Regions from separate parts of the Drosophila melanogaster genome. Here region 2 is linked to region 1. Evidence: chromatin contacts called from public Hi-C data. All regions are on one chromosome and are shown on one strand. The core of a region is the stretch at or near the end of the contact, and the rest is flanking DNA. Distances in the headings are between cores, read along the strand shown. Region 1 holds the start of Hipk (Homeodomain interacting protein kinase). Region 2 holds the start of lncRNA:CR43423 (long non-coding RNA:CR43423).

What was found. A called contact is a pair of places that touch in the nucleus more often than the background predicts.
Region 2: a Hi-C map of the Kc167 cell line shows a contact between it and region 1, with 2.2 times the contacts expected there. A contact is called at or near these places in 11 of 107 Hi-C or Micro-C datasets (the Clone 8 cell line, the Kc167 cell line, the ML-DmBG3-c2 cell line and 2 more) and 1 of 7 datasets of targeted methods (the S2 cell line).

What each region holds. Positions count from the first base shown.
Region 1 is chr3L:542,564-549,327 of dm6, forward strand. Hipk (Homeodomain interacting protein kinase) reads left to right here and starts at 3,496. Exons shown (of 11, transcript NM_138194.3): 1 at 3,496-3,635; 2 at 4,919-5,504. The coding sequence starts at 5,216. Cypl (Cyclophilin-like) reads right to left here and starts at 368. Exons shown (of 2, transcript NM_079150.4): 1 at 207-368; 2 at 1-114. The coding sequence starts at 289.
Region 2 is chr3L:634,235-640,998 of dm6, forward strand. lncRNA:CR43423 (long non-coding RNA:CR43423) reads right to left here and starts at 4,334. Exons shown (of 2, transcript NR_048210.1): 1 at 3,897-4,334; 2 at 3,252-3,579. It overlaps lncRNA:CR43334 (long non-coding RNA:CR43334), which reads left to right. Exons shown (of 1, transcript NR_048209.1): 1 at 1-6,764.

The DNA of each region.
Region 1 (6,764 bases), core at 2,246-4,745:
ATGATCCGGTGGAACACCACGTTGTTGTAGTAGCCCCTTCTCGAGAGTTCGGCAAAGTTGCGGCAGGTGTTGGGCGCGTGTTTCCAGTACAGCTCCACGGTGATTTCTCCCATGCTGCGCGGGGCACAAATGCCACAAATAATGTGATAAACAAATGCTCAGTCTTCAGTTTCGGCGATTATCGAGCATTCAAGCTCCGGACTCACCTCGTTTCCAGGGTCACGAAGTGCGGCTGCCACGCCTTGTCGGGAATGCCACCAGCATTGTTGGGATCGCTTAGGGACAGCATAACTATATTTGTTGTTAAATTAGCGAGACTTCAGTAAAATTGTTAAAACCGGCAGAGTCAGAGTGACCAGCTTAAGCGTAGTCACTTAGGCCGCCTGGCAACCCTGAACTGCTGCGGTATACTTCTGGTATATATATAGTATAGTATATAGACGCACCTTGGTATTTTTTAGGGTTTTTGTGAGCACACGCAAGGGTATTTTTCAATTAGTTCCATTTCAAAATTCGACGAAAAAATCGTGGAAAATATTTAGCGGACGGAATTTTTCGTCGGGCTCGCGAGAAAAGAGACAGATAATAAGAGTGAGTGCGTGAGCGTGAGTGAGACAACGCGAAAAGTTAGAGAGGATCGGAATCATGGCGAGTGTTTTTTTATAATCAAATTTCCACAGCACTTTCCACGTATAGTTGTTAATGAAGCAAAAAGTAAGCGAAATATGAAAAGAAAAGCCTTTTCCCTTAGCTGCAAGTGTGTGTGTGTGTGTGGTAGCGTGTTTTTTTTTGTTGCTGTGTTGTGTTTGCTGAGCGCAAAGAAGAGGAAGCAGAGCTAAGAGAGAAGAGAAACTCTCGAAAATGAATTGAAAACGATGAACTCAAAGTAGCCCACTAGTATGGTGCTCGTGTGCGTGTGTGTGCTGTTGTGTGTGGGAGAGAGAGGGAGCGAACACAAAGAGCGTATCAACATTCAATTGCATTTTTAACTTGTTTTCGCTCTGGAATTTTTGATTTTCTCGCGTTTTTCGATTGCTTTTTGTTAGCAACAATTAATTTACAGGGTTCGTATTTTTCTCTTTCTCTCCTGGGGGGCGGTTTCCACAAGGGAAAACTCGATGTTTCCATTGTTTTTCTCGAATGCGGGTGCTGTTATCGTCCTCTCTCTCGCTCGTTAATTAAGGATTTTTGTGTTTGAATTCCCTAGCTTAGGCGACTGAATTCACAATGGCAAACAATAAACCCGCGATCGGTTTGGTTTTATTTAATCAGCAGTTGCGGTCAAACCCATAGAATATACATGCTTCTTGGCCTCTTTTCTATTTTAATTGATATTATAGCCTCTAAGAGAGAAAAAGTCTAAGAATATTTGCTAAAATTTGTTTATAAAAGTCTTCAAACTTATAATAATATCGTACACTTAACATGTAGTCCGTAAAGTGGGTAAGTCTGGAATGCCCTGGAACTAAATAAGTCTCAGTAGGTTGAATAATTTGTCCACTTTTGGGACTTTTATCCCCTTCCCTCGGGCAATTTTTATTGTTTGGGATTTATTGCCAACTCTTTTGGCATTTATCAAAACAAAAGAGGAACAATAGCTGGCAGGCGGAAATGGAAATAACTGCCTTATCCCTTCTCTCCTAATCTTTCTCTTCTCTCCTCTCTCTCTCTCTCTCTCTTCTGTCACTCGTTTATCCTCCTGTGACGCTGCGTCATCATAATCAGCGTTTGTCGATTCATCAAAGAAACCGCCGCCGGTTGCTCTCTCCACTCTCTCTCTCTCTTTTCCTCCATTCAAGGATACCGAAAGAGAGAGATCGAGAGAGTGCCCCCTCTCCTTCACACTTCCCTCATGGGTTTCCTATGTAAATCATTTAAAGGGAAATTGTTGCACAACTTTAACGAGTTGATTGGAGGGGGAGGGGTGAGGCTTACTGCTTGTGGGTTTTCCCGGCGCAACCCTCATTCCCCCAACCCACTCGCCCACTTTGGCAGCTGTCAATTAGAGCTTACAGGGAGAAAAAATGAAAACCCGAAGCTTCCATATGTTAGCTGTCCCTCCCACAGGTCTCCGCCCCCAACAGCTGTTGGAAAATGAGATTAGGAGGTGGGGGGTAAGTGGGGACCCAGCTTTATTGGCCTGTAATTGATGCCCAGGCTGCCAACCATATTGCTGATTGAATTGTGGCGTTGTCGCTGCAGAAAAGAAGAAGGGTGTGGATGCACAGTCCAGAGGACTGACTGCTGACGTCGCCACCGAAAGCAGAACCCGTTCAAGCTGCAGTTAAGCAAGTCTTCTGCGGGGAACCCCCGGGGACACAGACTTGTCGAACTCGCATCCTGCTGCGCTACATAAACCCCGAAAGTCCATGCCAGATTTAATGACAAAGGCCACCGCCCATTACAATGTTGCTTAACTACCATAATTATAAACAAAAATATAATATTATGTTTAAGGCTTACCTTCTCTTTACTTTTGTGCTTGGGGGAAATTGCAATTCTTTGAAGCGCTGGCTTATTTACATAAGAGTAATAGGGAATTCACCAGTTTAGTTACCTTTTGTTTGGTTGCGCTTTTCAAGTCTAGGTTTTCCTAAGAATTGTTCTCCATTCCTTATTTTCAGCATGCTGGAAACCATATGCTCTCTTTTGATCCTTTGGTGGAAAAGTACCCCCCGTACCTTTTCTTTGGCTCGGCTAAAAATGTGTTCAATCCACGCAGCCATTTCCATCTCGTTCTATATGTGTGTAATTAAGTCTGTCCACGACGCAAGTTTTCCTCAGCGCCTCTTTTTACCCGGCGGCTGCCCAACTAAACCACTTTGGCCCATTCGCACATCGCAACCCCCTCTCCTCGACCCACCTCAACAAAAAACAAAAAAAAAAAAAAACTATTTCACAAGGTGCCCCTTTGCCGGTTCTTGGCCTCCCTTTTGGCTTTCTCCGCCCCTTCCTTCTGCTTTCTGCTGCCGACGCAAATCCTTACGTGTCAAATGGAGCCCCTCACACTTTTGGATGGCGCCCGAACAGGGACATCCACGTAAGCAATCAAGCACTTAATCGGCTATCCGACGAAGGATTACCCCTTACTGGAATTATTCATACCGGATCATAAATTTGTACAGATAAGACCAGTTTAGAGACAGTACTATATAGTATAGTATAGTAAGTGAAAATCCCTAAACATTTACGTTAAGGTCGAAGCAGAGGATACCCAGGATATTATAGGGTAGCAAGGGAAGGAAAAACCAAAACAACAACCACAGAGAAAGTAAGCAAAAATAATTTCGCGATTCGTCCCCCGGGCAGAGCCCTAAAAGTCGCAATTTGAGGGGTGGAGCCCTTCTCTGGAGCGGCAGGAAGTGGGTAGTGGAAGAGCGGAGACCGGGCTTGCGCAGGCGCCTGGAAGAATCCGAAGCCGAGAAGAGCGGCGAGTGTCCGCTCTCTTTTTTCGGCTCTGTGGCAACAAAGTTTCGGTGCCTCAATTCTTCGATTCAGAGTCTCCACAAACGGCTTCGCGAGCGGACGTTGCAGCCACAGAAGATACAGCCACGGCCGTCGAGGAAGTGGCAGCTACAGAAAGCCAAGATATATATCTGCATATACATATGACTGGCGAAGCTGCTGCGAAAAAGGTGCAAAACAAATTAAGATGCATAAATAAACACCGGACTCGCTGGCAGGTGTTTGTGAACTCTGCTTGTGTGTGTGTGAGTGTGTGTGCGAGTGCGGTGCTGTGCGGTGAAATATTACGAAAGAAAACCTTTTATGTTTTGCAATTTTCCCGCAAACAAATCAACGAGCATAAATATTAATTTTGGCTACACCCAAAATGAGATGATGGACAATAACAGCGGCAAGAAGAAGCGCTTTCAGAAACTTGTTTTAGCCCGGTTTCGGATTTCTCCGTCTTCCTCTTCTCTTCTCGGCGACGTAGTTAACTAAGAGCCGTCGTATTAGACGTTAGTTAGAGAGTGCGTGTAAATTGTCGAAGGGATATTGTGTTTCCCAAAGCCCCATCTGAAATATGTATTCTCACTGTTCATCTCTGTAATGAAAGCTGTGAATTTATCAAGTTACTAATCGGTATTGTGCGGATAATGGCCATCAAAACCTTTTGAGCTACGTTTTTCGATTTTACATTAGGCAAGGGTATCCGTAGGATCCATTTACTCGCCAGCTGCAGAACGAAAATCCATTCAGCAAAACTGTCTCTCCCTTTTCCACTCGCTGAGCAATCCATTTAATAACTTTGGAACCGGCTTGTGTTTGCTTTAATTTGTTGTTGTTTTTTGTGGATTTGTTTTTTGGGTTTGGCAACGAAAGTTGCCAATTAGGTTTAATTTTAGGGGGCTTCGTAGAATTTTCAGCAAAGTGCGTAGAAAAGGGTTTCGTGGTGTGTATCCGTGTGGGCCAAAAGTGCGCTAGTGTGCGTGTTGTTTGTGTGCGGGGCCAAGTGCGTATCTCCCAAATGTTTTTATTGTTGTTTGCTTTTTTCGTTCTTTTGTGGTTTTCATTTTTCGACACCCGAAATGTGTTTGTCTTGTTTTTATAGTTTGCTCTCTTTCACGCCGCTTTTTGCGTAGTTTAAAAGTGGAATCAAGTAAAAAACAAAACAATTACAGTAGAGCCTAGATGAGGAAGTTCTGCGTGCAAGAAACATAAAGTTACCAAGTTGCTGTACAAGCCTTTCCAAGGCATTACAAAATTACTTAAAGCAAAATAAAGTTATTTAGTTCACTAGTTAGTCTCCACTGTCAATATTTGGACAACACATTTGAATGGAAAGTTTCAAAAGCGAATTAAAATATAAACGTATGAATGCCGGGCAGGTGTGCGAGTGTGGTGATATGATATTTTTGGTACGTGATTTTATTCGACCATGCTAATGGCTATTGTGTTCTCCCTCTACTTGCAGATTCTCTTTTAATTTGGCATAAATTGTATTTGTCTTGAAAAAAGCATATTCTTGTAAATATATCCTCTTCGTAAAATATTTTACTTAAAAGCCTTAAAATATTGAATTCACGTGAAATTTCAAACGGTGTCACTCGAAATTCGCCAGTGACTCGCCGCCACGTTTTGTACAAACATAGTTTGTAAACATAAGTTTGTAAGCGGCCGGAAAAAGGCGAACGGAACCCAAAAACCCCAATGCAAGCCAACTGAGTGCAAGGGAGACAGCCGACCACGTCGAGCGGGATAGCATGCGCCAATGAAAACGTCCTACCCCCCAAAAGCGTCCGATTTCGTTGACTACGCCGTTGCCGGGGGCGGGGGATCCGGATTCTGTTCGGGATTAGGAGCGGGACTTTCAGTCAGGGCGACGTCCTTCTACGGCGATCAAACGGTAACGGCAACTACGGACGGGACGCGTCACCAGGAACAACAACAACAACAACTGCAGCAGCAGCAACAGCAGCATATCCTAAGGCAACCTGCAACATCCGCATCGACTTCATCGGTAGCTGCAGCAGCAACCAGCAAGCGAAAACGTCAAACAGGTGAGTTTTTTATTAGCCATCCAAATAGTTACTACAGACGTGCACTAGCTTTATTTGTGACTAGGCTTTCGAAATCCCCACCTATAGGTGTCAAAAGGTTTGAATTCGATGTCGATAACATGTGAATTCGATATATTATGTTATGCAGGCAGTTTTCAGTGTAAATCGGATTCGGATAAATATAAGTTATCGGATAAGTTTTTGCTTAGCTAAGCACCTTCAGCAACCACACGAATGAATCATGGGTAATATGTCCGGTTGATTGCCCCTTCCCGTGGTGATAGCACTCATCGATTATTGTGACAATCGCTTAATTTGCTTGAGTTATCGTTATCACACACGCGCCGTGGGCAAATGCGCCCTGTTGTTTAGTAATACTAGGCGCAATATTTATTATTATTGGTTGCCGTGCCATATTTCTGCCTCTTCTGGGCACTCTTATCGCCCGATTTCCCCCAGCGCCTCCCCTTTTTATTGTTGATTATCACAATAGACGCCATGGCAACTTTTTTCTTCTTTATTTTTGGTTTGGTTGGTGAGAGTGCAAGGAAGCGATAATTCGCATGGTGGTTTGTCGCCGTTTTGTATTTTTTGGGTTTGTGGACATTCTTAGACTTTGTTTTGTACTTCGGTTGGTATCTTTGGATTTTCCACGCTATCCGCGATTACGCTTGCATGCTCGAGCATGTCTGTCTTGGCGCTTGAAGAAGATTCCCTTCCATAATCCCTTTAAAATTTGCGATGATGTTTTCGCTGCTCGACTTGCCTGGCTTCATTCACATTATCTGCTCTGTGAATAGTATGAGTTATTGTTTGATATCTCACAAGGTCCCCCGCACCCCTGTTCCCCGAGCTCATTGAAAATTCCAGCGGACGCAATTACCACCCCAATTGTCTCCCAATCTAAGTTTTCGCTTTTGAGCGGCTCCGCCTCTTTGCTCGACTGTATTTTCAGTGTTTCCTTCGCTTTATTTATTTTTCGCTTATTGCGACTTATAAAAATATTTCAGTTGTTGTTTGCGCTCCCCATTCGCCAGTTTGCCAGTTCGCTTGTTGTCGTCATCAGAGTGGCTGGAATTTGTTGTATTATTTTCTTTTTCGGTAATTTTTCCACCATATTTTCTGCTGTTCTCTTCTGCGAAATGTTTATCTTGTTTTGTTTGGCTGGCCCCTAATCGAGATAATACTTTTATTTTTATTATTTTTTTTTTATACGAGAATACGATTCTTTTATTTCTGGGTTTGCTCCGAATATCTCGA
Region 2 (6,764 bases), core at 3,084-5,583, 93 kb after region 1:
ATAATAAAAACTCTATTAAACGTACTTCCGGTACGCGATTATACCAATAACCTACAAAAATAAATGAGAACTATAAATAAATGGTACATACATATATACGCTACAGTATCGATCCAGTATCAGTCGGAGTCAAGTCTTACTTGGCCAACTCTTGGCATCTAAAATTGAAATTAATACTATCCCACTAATATCGACCCTGTGACTACTATTATTTTGCCCACAACTGTGATTATGCACTGTGTACGGTTATGAATGAATGAAGTTCACACACACTCGCACACTGGCACTCACCCACACGTGCAGCTAGCTACCCACACATACCCACACTCGGGTTTGCTTCGTCGGTGTGGTTTTGGTCACATTATTTCCGGCTGGCGGCTTTTGGCTGGGTTTATATTTATAGCTGGGGCGTCGGAACTTCTTCTTCATCAGCAGCGTAGTCTTCTGCCTACTTACGGCTCTTCACCGGCTGCTTCTTCTCTGCCTTTGGTCTCAACATGTTGCACACTTAAAAAAAAATCGGACTTTCTTGCAATACAAATTTTAAAAGCGTTTTAAAGGGAGAACTATTTAATGGAAGGAATGTAATTTTGTATAGTTCCATTTCAAATCTTCGAAGATGAAATTTTTTTCAAATTAATTTTCAACTCCGATTTCCAAGTGACTTTTCTCTCTGTGTGCTGTGTGTGCCACTCCAAAAATGCAGTTGGCAGCACTTCCTCATTTGGACGCACCGGAAGTGAGCGGAAATGCTCGCACACTCGCATTAGTCACTTTTGTTTTCACTTCTTGAGACACCCGCCCGCACCATGTGTCCCATATATCCCCACATATGTATATGTACATACATATATCCCCACTTTAGCTTCCGTTGATAAAATCCAGTCCCGCGACCTCCCGTCCCGATCCCACTGGCTGCTATTTATGGCGAAAGTGTTTGGTGGAGTTTGTTATTGTTGGGCTCCCGAGTTCAATAGTGCTTTGAACTCTAGCTGCCCCTCTTGCCGTCTCTTTCGTTTCGTGTGTGTCTGACTCTTTCTGGCTGGGAATGCATCGAAAATAGAGCGGCAAATTGTCTGGCTGCTTCTGCTGCTCTTGCTGCTGCTTTGGCTTTGGCTTTAGCTTTAGCTTCAGCTATAGCCGTGGCGAAAAAGGGCGAATGAATGGGTCTCAGATCAGGAAAGGCGGCGGCGGTGGCGGCAGAGGCGGCGACGACGATTGTGGGAGGGGCACTACTTCCGCTGCGAGGCTTACGCAAAAAGACGTTAAATTTATGAATATGAATGAGCCTCCTCCACTCGCAGCGATCGCCGGTCGTCCGCACGCTGCACTCACATGGCATGGAGGCAACGAAACTGGGCCAAATGTCATTAATACATCAGATCCGGACATGCGAGCGGGAAGCATATAGCAAATCATGCGTTGACAGCGGGAACCACGCAGATAGTGACGAAGAGGGGGGGGAGGGGAGTCTCGTAGCATCTAGTAGGCCGGGCAGCATTGGCCGGGGCGACGCCCACATTTGGAGCGGATTCCAAACTCCGACGACGACTGCTACTCCTACTTGGCCACATCCACATCCGATTGCAGCCAGCTTGTTGTTGGTTGGCCGAGGAATGTGCTATTATTATGCCAACCGAGCGAAGAGAGAGCGCTTGGCCACTCCACGATTTTCTGCATCCGCCTCGCGGGAATGCGAATGCCATAGAACGGGGTGGGGTATATGCTGTTTAGGGAGCTTACCTAGATGTTAGTTGATCGAAATGCTACAACTTCCACTATATAGTTATTTAAAGATAAAAGATACATATATATAACCCCTGGTCAGAACAAAAGTACGGCGCTTTTGAAGCTGTCGGCATTGGGCCAGTGACACAGACTTGTGAAGAGACAGAGATGCGGATGCAACTATCCAACTGGACTATGGCCACAAAGGCGGGCGCTGGCCAGTGCATTCAACTGGAATTTGGGTCGGGTGGCGTGGCAAGATGCAAGCGGCAAGACGCTCGAATGCGCTTTCTTCCACAGCCACAGCCACATCCACTGCCATTTCCATATTCACTCCTGCTCCGGTTCCTGCGCCTCCCCCCCAATTTCCCCCTTTCATTATCAGCGGGTTCATTCAGGAGGGAAATGGGGACTGGTGGGTGGGGCGGCGTCCGTCGGGCGGTTCGTTAGCGGGCCAATTGTTGTCACTACTGCCTCTGTTTTTCTTTCCATTTTTTTTTCTGCCTTTCAATTGTGCGACTTTGTGGCGCTGCCCAACACTTGTATGCTAATGCAACAGCCTTCGCTTTCCCAGCACAGTGGGACCAGAAAAGCAGTTACCCGAACAAAGCATATGATTTAATATAGATGTATAGGTATATTTTTTGATATCCTTTAGGATCTGTGTAGATGTGGTGTAGATCGTCTTAGGCATTCTTACCAACCGGACATCAGCTTCAGCTTTTACCCGTGCGAGTACCAATCCGACCCACTGTACCGCCCCATTGCCTCAATTGCAGTTGCAGTTGATGGCTCTCGAGTGTGCGTGTGCCCATTTGCAGCGGCGTCAGCGTCAGCGGCTTATCTCCTCCAACCTGGCGGCCACTGCGGCACTGCACCACCGTGCAAATGCAACTGCAACTGCGAGTGCAACTGACGAGCCACTGTTAATTTTGCCAAGTTTTTTTTGCTGCCCAGTTTTTGCTGCTGTGCAAGTCTCTCATGCATAAAATTGTACACGACATAATTTTTCATGAAATGGCTGGGATCCTCCCGGTGCGGCGTCGTTGTCGACGTCTTTTTCCGACATCTAACCAAGTCGAGTGGTACCAGTACTACTATATAGCCACCGGCTATATCCACATTCACATCCATCCCGTTGCCGTTGTTTTGGGCAGGTTCGGTGCACTTTTTGCCGGCTGACCGCGCTCACTCGAGTAGAAATTATGTGCAATTTGTCTAGCCAGGGGTCTGGTCTCTAGTCTCTAGACTCTAGACTCCACAACAGTCTGCAGTTCGATTCCGATTTCATTAGACTCCGCCGCCCCGTGTACGGTTGCACATAAAGGAAGTTCGCTGGTATAGTGCAAATTGATAGGGTTTTACTATTGTTTTTGGATTGAATTATTTATTTAAGTTCAAAATGCAATGGTTAACATAACCACCCCACTCTGTTACTTGATACAACTGCTGATATACATATGTATGTAAGAAGATTTATGATTCGATTCCTCTAGTTTCTCCAAGTGCATTGCTGCTTCTTAATGATCGGTGGGCAGTATGCGCATCACGTGCTTCCTATTAGATCGCGGGTATTATCATTAGGTTCGGTGTGGTGTGCTTCGGTTCGGTTCGGTTCCGTTCGGGCCGACTTTCGACCAGGCCAAAAGCAATTACACCGAAAGGGGGAATTCTTTTGCCATCGAATCGGATCGCATCTACCGTACGATCGCTGACCATGCAGCCGGCTGGAAATGGAAATGGGTATGCGAATGGGAAGGAAAACGGTAATGCCAGTGCCAGTACCAGTGCCTCTGCCAGTCCCTCCACGTCATAGGTGTGCTCCTCAAGTGGTGGTATATCGCGGCCCTGCTGATAAGTTGTATTAATTATTTTTATGGTCTTGACGTTGCTCCGTTGGTGTTGTAAATAGTACAAACAGTCGGTCGAAAGTCCAAGAAGCTTTCGATTGGGAAATCTTGCTTGGTTTTCCCTTTGTTTTTTTTTTTTTTTCAATTTTCTTTCAGCGGATAGAAGAGGAACAGAACTCAATTTCCGCCTGAGGCCGACTCTTTTCCACCCGGTAAGTGCCAGTGCCATGTGATTCAAACTTGAGTATTTTCGTACCCTTGGCGTATGTTTGTGGCTACAGGGCTATGGCATCACATGTCATTTATAGTTGGGCCTACCGTCGTTGGCCTGTTGATAAGCCGTAGATTGAGCGCGTGCTTTGTGACTGGGCTGCTTGGGTCTGGTTGCTCCGGGCCTTATTCCGCGTCTACCGAGGGGTCCACACAGGTGTGTGTACACTTTCGAAATTCCAGAAATTCTTGCGTCAAGTAGCCGCCCCGAAAACCTTATCACTCAGACGATCGTCCATCCACTGATTCCTGAGTTGCTCCACTGGAGGGCCGCGAAAGCGACGAAAGCTTGTCAATGGATGGCATTGATACGGGGACAGTTGGCTGGATTGATTGGTTTGATTGTGGGCCATCGTAAATACACCTGGCGCCCGGTGTATTTCAGGGAAATTGCTAATCAGAAAGGTGCACAGGCTTAACCGAATAGAATTTTATATTATTAGATTAAATCAAGTAAATTTAAAGATCTCTTCAAGAAGAAAATCCATTCGAGTTCCATTCCCATAAAGATCTATATCTAGATTTAGTTCTAAACAGAAATTACTTCTAGCTACTGAAAACCACGATCAATCGGGCCTAATTTATTTCCGTTTTCGTGATATTTTCGAGCCAGTTGGGGATTGTCCCATTTGGCATTTGATATGCATGCAGCCGACCGATACAACACTCCTCCGCTTTTGGATCCAGTAGATCCCCCCAGCGATCTGCGGCCATAAATAACCAGTAAAGCCTATGGAATTTCCTATAAATAAGTTCATGACGAATGTAACAAAAATTCCCCGAGCAACCTTAGCCCCGCGCCCTTCTTTACAAATGTGTGTGTGTGTTGTAAATGACCTCGTTCACATAAAGTTCAGAAATTCCATTTACAAACTTGTAATTGAAAAAATCCACACACACACGAGCGAGATTGTCTAGAGACAAAGTCAAACACGTTGGAATTTTTGTTTTTTACCGTTCAATGACGAATTTTACAGAGTGTGTGTGTGTGTGTGTGTGTGCGTTGTTTACGAAAAACAAAAAACAGAACGCCACCAGCTACAAACACACAAAGAAAAACAAAATAAAAAATAAAAAAAAACGAAAATTCCAAAAAGACACTTACGAAAGCCCCGCAACATTTTTTATTGTTCCGTAGATTACAACACATAGGAAAACGCGAGAAGAGCTGAAAAATTTTCGTTGTCGAGGAGGAGAGTGCGCTTCACACCGATATATCAGTATACTGATGTGACAAAATGCAAAAGTAGCACAGATACAAATGCAGATAGGGATACTCTTCTCGCAGTCTTCGAAAAAGAAGGCGTCTGGAAGGGGATCGACTGGAAGGGGCAGTGTCGGTTTGTTTGTGGAATGCCGTTTTGTAAGTTTCTTATGCATGCGACTTCAAACATAGTTCGGCATCGAAACTTTCTAGCACACCGACACACATACGAACGCGATCCAGCCGACACACACACACACACGCACGCAGCCACACACTTAAGCGACTTTCGAAAGGTACAACTTTTTACGAAGTCGCTGCCTCGGCCGCTGTGCAGCCGACGCCACTGCCGCTGCCGCTGTCGCTGCCTCTGTCGACTTCGAATTCCAACGCCAAGATGAAAGATCGGCGCAAAAGAAAAGAAATATTCATTCAGTAAAATTTCATAGCTGCAGCCGCATGGTTGTGCCGCTCTCGCCTGCTCTTGCTTTTCGCGCAACAAACCGAAACGAGAAACACATAAATATAAAAGTGTGAACATTGGCGTACATATAAAAACTTAAAACTTAACTTAACTTGAGCAACATGAAACAAATAAACACGGGAAAGCGGTTCCAGCGAAGAGGTTCCAAGGAGAGCAGACACAACCGCATTCCAGAAAGTTTAAATAACGCTGGAAGGAGGGGGAAAGTGGAAAACTAAACTCGAACTCGAACTCAGTGTGCCAGTGTATGTGTGTGGAATGCAGAAGAGGAAGAAGCAGCAGCAGCAGAATAAGCAGCGAATAGAAAATATGTCTTCAAACTGGTTTTTCGGTTTTTAGACTGTCGTCGTCGGCCAATCGGGTTCCATTGACATCCGAACGAAAAAAATAATGCCTAACCTTCGATGGGAACACTCGTAAGTCGGAATTCACACACAGCATGCACACACAACGCCGTTTATTGGCTGAAATTGGATGCTGTGTGTATGTGCGGTTATTTAGAAATTCAAATTGAAATTTTTCAAGCGTGAGTCATGCGACTGAGCGTGGGTTTTTGAGACCCGTTTCATTCTTCCCGACTCGACGATCCTAACCTTCACTGAGAACAGGAGTTAGCCGCCAGAACGTGAATGGGAACAGAATCGGGAACGGGAACAGTCATAAAAGTTGCATCACTCAGCACAAAAAGACGAAGAGGCGGGCAGACGGAGACACAAACAAGTCAACCACCAGCATAGAATGCGGCTGCCAGACAGGCGAGACGGCAATAGTAGTGGCGGCAAGAAAAGGCGCGACAAGCAGAAGAACCGTTTTACTGAGAAAAGAAGACCGGGCACGCGGCGTCAGGGTGCGAGCGGGATGGCAGAACAGGCAAAGGGAAAAGGGAGCGAAAAACACTGAGAGAAATAAGAGTAAGGTGAACATGAAAATTAAAATCTTACTGAACTCGTATATTCTTTGCAGCAATACTGTGGTTAAACGACAGTCAATTAAAAATTTGTTTGTGCATCGTAAGAAAATGTACCACATTGAATATCTAAGTTTAGAATGTTGAGAGTCGTTTTTCCTTAGCCTCAAAACTTCGTAATTCAAGCGATATTAAACGTAATATTTTTTCACAGTGTCATCGGTCGTTCTCTTCGCTCAGACTTATCCCGTTTGTTTTGCAGTTCCTCGTCTGCATTCCGTTGTTTCGTCCGAAAACCAAATTCAGCAGAAAAAAGGCCCT